Regions from separate parts of the Rattus norvegicus genome. Here region 2 is linked to region 1. Evidence: chromatin contacts called from public Hi-C data. All regions are on one chromosome and are shown on one strand. Each heading gives the region's core, a stretch centred on a gene start, on an enhancer-like site or on the middle of the called end of the contact. The rest is flanking DNA. Distances are from core to core; before and after follow the strand shown.

Region 1 (3,752 bases), core at 266-2,765:
TGCTCCAGCTTCTTCTCTTACTCAAGTCTTCTAGAAGATTCCAAACGCTGTCAGCCTCTGCAGTGTGGCCCGAGTTAAAGGACAGATGGAATCACGAATGCCCTTCTCTCCCTCAGAATTGTCCTCATCCTCATTTTCAGCATCTTGAAACTGGCTGTGATGTTCTCCCCCCCACCCCCAAGCCTCTCACCCTACAATCTAGCCATGGGTCTGTTGTTATTACTGTCCGTTTTGGCTTCTGTTTCCCCTATACCTGCCTTCTCTAGCTATGGAAATCCTACCCTTTGTTCAATAACAGACACATGAGCCACCTCTTCGGGAAGCCCTTTTGCATTCTCCTAAGACCAGTCATTTGCTTGGCCCTCTGCACCCTCAGCACACCTGTGGCATCTTCCGCCTGCTGTCTCTTATCGTTGGTCTGGCCACTCTGCTCACTGCCAGTTCACAGAGGGCAGGAGTGCTGCTCTCTGTCACTAGGGTCAACAGATTGGCTCTAACTTGTCTTAGACATGAGCTGATAGTGAAGCCTTGTAGCTTCAGTGTCCTCTGAGAGATAGCCTGCAGTCCTTGATTTACCACACCCCCACCCCTTCAGAGGGTGTTGAGGGTTTCCTTAGAAACTGCCACTTCAAAGCCACAGAGGGGAAAAAAAAATCTAGCTAAATCAGGCAACGTTGCTACCTTCTGAGGATGCTTTCCTGTCCTCCTGCGCCCGTGCATGGCCTCCAGTCAGATTTTGATACTTAACTATTGAACAAACCAGCATTCGCACACATAGTCACTGAGGAGAAGTGAGGGTGCTCAGAGAAGGTCCACAGAGAGCTGACCTCTGCCCCCAGGCCCTCTTTGGAGGTAGGACAGCCATCCTTACCGGGATAGTTCCTTCTCATAACTGCCCCAAGGGTATGTGGTAATTCCTCCGCCCGGAGGGTGTGTCTTTCTGCAACCGCCAGAAACACTTTGGATTCTCACTCTGGCCTCTAGAGTGACCTGGTGCTTACTTTCATATATATATATTTTTTAACAATGATGGGACTGGAACCCAGGGCTTACTGTTCTGCCACCCACTTACCTCAGCAGGCTACAGGCTTTCTTTTTTACTTTTAAATTTTCCAGGTGCCCTGGGTTGCTCTTCCTAGCGGGAGTCCTGCCCTAAATCCGAGGCATTTGCATTTTCTCAAGGACCCTTTGTGGCAGGTAGGTCCTTGCCTCTTGCAAATGACCTTGAATAACACTGCCCTCTGCACTCTTTCTGGCAACCGCAGGAAGAACGTCTTGCCTGCTGTGAGTCTGGGGCCTTTTAGAGCAAGGCAGGAAAAACAAACAGCCTGTCCTTATTCACCCATTACTGGTGACCAGTGGATTAGGCATTTAGGACTTGGATTTGCAGTTTGTGAATTGATTAAACAAGGAGACTCTACGGAGCAGCTCCCATGGGTCCTAGTCTTTCATGCCTCTTTTACAGAGGAAGAATCTGAATTATGACAAAGTTTGGCGCACTCAATTCCCAACCAGACTCCCCCTTCGGGCTCTTTATTCGCGCTGAATCACGGGCCTGACTGTCGCCCAGAGCAGAGAGGGCGTCTCCTGTGGCTGGCGGATTTTTACTGCTTCCTTTTCATACTTATTCACCTCTGTCTGATCTCAGTCCTTGCCTGGCCACTCCTGCATGCCCCACAAACACGGAAAACCGCTGCCCTTTTCTCAGCCATTAGCTAGCAGGAGAGAGGCGTGCTTCCCCACTGAGGGCTGCCGCCGTCATGGCGTGGGGGTGGGGGCGCTAAGAGGTAGCCTCCATTCACCAGGCCTGAGCCCACAGGCTCCCTCACCAGGCCTACATCTTCTGGGTCTGGTGAAAAGAGAAGGGGGTTGGGGGCACCCTCCTGGGAGGCCGATCCCGAGGCTTTCTCTGCCTTAGCGCCGTTGTCTAGGCTTGCCAAGTCCCACGAGTTGGCAAACTGGAGAAGTGCTTTCAAAGCCGGCCTTCGCCCTCCTTGGCAGATGCCTCAAAGCCGTCTTGCTTTGCTTTGCCTGTGCCTGGGAGTCTGTACAGGGCATTTGTTCACACGCCTCAGTGGGGGCATCCCTGGAAGCGGCTCACAGAGGCACAGTGGGAGCTCGGCTGGATGACCCTTGAGGCAGGACCACTTGGGTGGGCGTCAGGAACAGGGGCCAGGTGGCTTGAACACCAGAATGGGGAAGGGATGTGTTAGAAGCTTTCCCAGCTCCTCAGGAAAAGTGTTTAAGGACTGGGACGCATTGCCCAACAGTTACTTTTATAAGCTGTAGGCAGGGCACTGAAACTTTTTCTATTTCTGTTTTGTTTTAGTTATCCTGTTAAAATCATAATAAATACATCGGGACATAGAAATGAGTACTCCGGATCAGACAGAAGTGAAGATGGCCTTGGAATTTACTGGCCTCAAAACGTTTTTCTAAAGTTTCATTTCTGAATCTTCAGAGACAGTCATTCTCAAAGCTTTAAAATGAGGTCCTTTGAAAAAAGCCAGGCACCTTTAATCCCAGCACTCCCAGAGGCAGAGGCAGGGGTCTCTGTGAGTTCGGAGGCCGGCCCAGGTTACAGTGAGTTCCAGAAAACAGAGTTACATAGTGAGAATCCTGTCTTCATAGACAAACAGACAGACAGACAGACAGACAGACAGACAGACAGGCAGGCAAATAGATGGGCTTATGTGAACATGATTGGTACCAATCCAGACATCACAAGTAATGGCCCGACTAGGGCTGCCAATCAAGATATAATTATTTATTTTATGTCTATGTGTACACTGTAGCTGTCTTCAGACACACCAGAAGGGGGCGTCCGATTCCATTTCAGATGGTTGTGAGCTACCATGTGGTTGCTGAGAAATGAACTCAGGACCTCTGGAAGAACAGTCAGTGCTCTTAACCGCTGAGTCATTTCTCCAGCCCCTAGGGTTGCCAATAAAAATGCCAAATACCATTTCTGCTTCTAGAAACACAGCATTTGGGCTGGTATAGCATTACAACGACAGTCAGCCTTATAGGAGTGCAGTGACAGCCAGCCCCATGTTAACAGTGACAGAGAGCCAGCCCATTCCTTGCCTCTGGCAAAAAAAAAAAAATGTTTTATTAGTTCCAGTGAACTTCTGTTGAGATAAGTTAACAACAACAAAATTTAAGATTTTACCGATGGTCTTTTCTGTGCATTCTATTGTTACAGGAAGACCACTCAGTCTGTGGCTGGGACTACACTCAGTTATACAGGGGTAGGTGTGGCTTCAGGTGTTTAGGGTAAGGGTTTGTTTGTTTGTTTGTTTTTTAAAGGCAAAAGCTACATCCTGGTATCTCTCTCTCAGCTGCAGGGGAGGTTTTGCACAAGCAAGCGGTTTAGCAGAAGCTAAGATCAGTTAGCTGGGGCCCCTTGACCTCAGGTTGCTAGAATAGAGCTGGGTAGTTTTCCATGGGGTTCTCCATCAAGGAGATCAAATCTAGTTAAATCTAAAATGTCCTCGACAAGAGTACAAGATGGAGGACCTTCTGTATGCCTGCCCTGGCACGTTACCTTAGGAAAGACTGTGGTCTCCATGCAACACAACATGACCTGGCAAAAACGACTCCCACCAATACACTTGCTTATTAAGCAGAAAGTCAATCTTTCCTCCCTGAAATGTTTTTTAAAAATCAAGTTCCCACAGTTTTCTTTGGCATTGGTCCTTTGTGGCTAGGGTGTCAGGATTTTCTTCTAGTTTTACTGAATAAAAAGCACA
Region 2 (3,931 bases), core at 418-2,917, 470 kb after region 1:
AAACACTCATACTCAGAGGAAAGGCACCAGGGTTGCCTTGGATAAAGCAAATAATTGCGTGTGTGTGTGTGTGTGTGTGTGTGTGTGTGTGTGTGTGTGTGTGTGTGTTTAAAAGGGTCATTGCAGAAAAAAATTATGTTTTCCCCAAAGGTATTTTTGAAAACACCCACTTATTTGAGAGCATTTTGTTATGATAGACTAGAATGGTTGAGATGTGTTCTGCTTTCCTGGAACAACCTGCAAACTAAAGAGAAAGGGATAAGCTGACCCAGTGGTATTTGGAGCCAGACAAATGTTACAAATGTTTTTCTCCCGATGTTTGGGTTTTTCAAAACCAAAAACATTCGCCTTTGCTCTTGAGTTTTAACAAGCCATTTGTATTTAGAGGGAAACTTATTCCACATGTGTTTAATATGCTTACACTCCAATCATTAGTGGGTTGGGTTATAGGTGACCAAGAACCCTGTATGTGTCTTGTGTGCCTCTTGTCTCACCACACAAGCTGGGGTTCTATCAAAGGGTCAGATTTGCCCACTGGCTTTGTAGCCTGAATTATAATTTCACAGACAAAATTCCCAAGCATTTAATTTAGTGGGTTAGTACCACAGGATTTCCAATTTCCAGAAAGGAAATAAGCTTATTAGTAAATTTACCACCAAGAAAAAAAAAATGTAAGGAACAAAGAAAGCGTCCTACGATACTTTATGTCTGGTCCACTATTGATTTTAAGTGGCAGTAGATGTGCTCTAACTACAAACCAGAAGACTCGGGTAGAGTCTAAATAGGACCTTGGGTTATCATAAATATCAGAAGAAAAGAAAGAAAACAAAATCCTACCCCCTGGCATGGTAATGGGTCCTACATCTGAAAGCCTTATTCCTATAGAGTCCTGTGGTATTTCTAAAATCACGATGTAAGGGAAACAGAATCTAGGCAGGTTGTCATCTCCACACCATGGTGTTTTCAGTTTTGGGAAGAAAGAACAGCCACTGAAGTAAGGCAGTCTGCAGACTTGTCAGAACTTCCCACTGACACCCGTAGTGGACAGAACACTAGGAACCCATGACCTTGACATCGAGACTCGGGGAGGTCTCATCTCGTATCTGAGTAGCCCTGTGTGGCTCTTTCTCCGAGTAAGACATGTCCAGTGACAACTCCAACAACAGCAACAGAGCACTCAAGCCCACTCCATGCCCAGTAACAACTCCGGCCACAACAGAGCATTCGAGTCAACTGTAACAGCTGCAGGTTTATACTTAGCTTGCCCTGAGTTCGAGCACATAGGCTTGTGCAGGAATCCCTTCTAATGAATGGCTACAACCCAGCAGGATGCCCATTCTCCCTTGTGAGCGTGTGTTGTGGGTGTGGACAAACTAGGCATAGAGACCTGACCTGGAGCAAGAGGGAGTAATGCCCAGATAAACTGAAACACATTTGTCAGGATCTGGATGCATTCTGGCCTTCCCACAGCTGCCTTTTCCTCATAGTTGGCAGTCGTGCCTGAGAAGTAGGTAACACACACACACACACACACACACACACACACACACACACACACACACCACTCTGTCGTCATTTCCTGACCACATCAGAAACCACACTTCAACTCACTGCTTCCTGATATAAAACGCCAACGTATGCGAAAGCAGCCCTCCGGCTCTGAACCGAAGTTGAGAGCAGCTCCGCCAGCTGCCCCAGGGGAAGCTGATGTGTGCACACCAGGCTGGGAACAGCCACTTTATGTGTGCCCAGCTTTCAAACTGATCCCGTGTGTGAGGGGACGCTAACACATGCTAAATGCCTCCTCCATCCAAGGCTTGACATGTTAACGAGGTCATTCAATCTACCAAAGGCCCTGACTGGCCTTTTGAAAACTGCCGTCGTCACTTCCCAAGGCACTTCATAATAAACACGTGAGTTAGTCCACAACTTTTCAATGATTAAGTGGCATTGTACCCAGTCAATACACCACAATTTCTTCAGTACGCCTCTATTGTGGACCAGGTGTGACTGTTTTCATTCTTCCATGCTGAAGATAATTGCCACAGCAAACTCCCTTTTTATGAGTTTTTTTCATCTGTATAATAATAGAATTTTGATACATGTCACATTATTTCCTCATAGATGAAATTAATTTCTACTCCCTGCCGAGATTACAAATTCTCTTACAGAAAAAACCCTATCATCTCCTTTTGGTGTGTAATTAAACCTCTGCTCCATCACCATGGATTACCAATCACATAAACCCTCTTAGAAGACTCCATTTTTATTAATTATGTGCATACATGTATGTCATTTTAGCTCTATGCATTTACATGTGCCTGTGTACAGATGTGTGCACATGTGTGCAGTTCCCAGGGAGTCGAGAAAGAGCACCAGATCCTTGGGAGCTGCAGTTACAGGAGGGTGCAACCCACATGATTTGAGTGCTGGGAACTAAACTAGGATCCCCTGCCACAGCAGCAAGGGCTCATAACTGTCTCTCTGGCCCCTGGAAATCTTACTCCGTGATCTTACATTGTCAGGAGTTCCTCTAGTTCACTGGTCCTTTTATGTGTTTGCTTCTTTTGGTGCTAGGGAATCGAACCCAGGACCCTGACTATGCTAAGCAGCTGCTCCACCACCGAACTGCCTCCCCAATCCACGTCTGTCTTTACAGTCACAAGAACTCAATTCTTAGATTTATCAATTGTGATTTTTTTTTAGCTTCAAATGTTCACTTGCTTTTTACTTGTTTGCTCAAATTCCCTTTTCAAAACCTTCTTTATGAAAATTTCTAATAACTGGGTATATATAACGTTTGCATTTTTCTTCTTTCCTTTTCGTGTGATAATGTAAGCACTTGGAGTTATGATTATGCCCCCGCGTACTGTTTTGATCACATCCTATAGAATTTGCTAGGTAATGTTTTCCTTCTCACACAGGGTATAAATGTGGATTGATTGTCATTTTGAGGAGATAATGAGCTGCGAGAATAATTTTAACGCTGAAGCAGAGGGAGGATTTCGTTTTCTTTTTAACTTTTATCACTAATTTCTGGTATCGCCTTAGGATGGCCTGGGAACTGGGCCTGCCCACCTCATTTGATCTCTCGGGAAGTTATTAGCTTAGAATATCAGTTTCCAAACCATCGTTATTGATTAACCCATGCAACGCTTAGATAAAAACCTAACTCTGTGGAAATCACAATAGCACAAAGGGCAAAAAAAGGAACTTGTACTCAGAGACTGGAGAATCCTAGAAACTCGCACCCCAGCGTGGCTTCTTCATTTGACAATGATGCTCCCACACACCTCTGTGAAAACGTAAGGCTGAATGGGGCACATCATTTTCAGCATACAATCAATAGATGTGATATATGGATTCTTGAAAACAAGACATCTTTTCAAAGAGATCAATACATTGCTGTTAACTTGAGCTAACTGGCCAAAATTAAATCATTTTTATTTATTTTTTACCAACATATGTTGTGACTTGTCAAAAATAATAGAAAGTATTAGGGTACCTACTGCCAATCTTCCAGCAAATGATGAAATGTGGCACTTTGTATTCCTAGGATTTTCCATTCTTCATATTTGTAGACACATTTTAGCAGTTAGACAAGGACTTCAGTGCCCGTAACAACATGGCACGAACCATATCTTTAGGGTTTCTCAAGTCTGGGACATAACTCAGAGGTAAGAACTTGCCAGAATGTGAAAAGGCCAGGGTTTGATACTCAACCCTTTTCCAAACCTCTAAAATTATATATATATATATATATATATATATATATATATATATATATATCAAGCTTTTCAAATTTGAATGTGCATGAAAAATCACCTAAGACTTTTTTTGGGGGGGGTAGAGGCTAGAGATTGAACATATGATTTTAAAGACTATTTTACAGATAAAACTACACTCAGCCACACTGTGCAACTTACACAAG

Evidence for each region. Hi-C and Micro-C count contacts between places; a contact is called where the count stands out from the background.
Region 2: a contact with region 1 is called in a Hi-C map of mammary epithelial cells, with 1.7 times the contacts expected there. The contact joins two enhancer-like sites. A contact is called at or near these places in 2 of 12 Hi-C or Micro-C datasets (Schwann cells and mammary epithelial cells).

What each region holds. Positions count from the first base shown.
Region 1 is chr2:138,593,391-138,597,142 of GRCr8, forward strand. No RefSeq gene overlaps it. Among named protein-coding and RNA genes, the nearest start is that of Foxo1, 130 kb to the left of the region's middle. Within about 2 kb of position 1,516, at least 60 of the 93 cell types and tissues checked have an H3K27ac peak or open chromatin away from gene starts, as enhancers often do.
Region 2 is chr2:139,065,769-139,069,699 of GRCr8, forward strand. No RefSeq gene overlaps it. Among named protein-coding and RNA genes, the nearest start is that of Trnak-cuu5, 160 kb to the left of the region's middle. Within about 2 kb of position 1,668, at least 7 of the 93 cell types and tissues checked have an H3K27ac peak or open chromatin away from gene starts, as enhancers often do.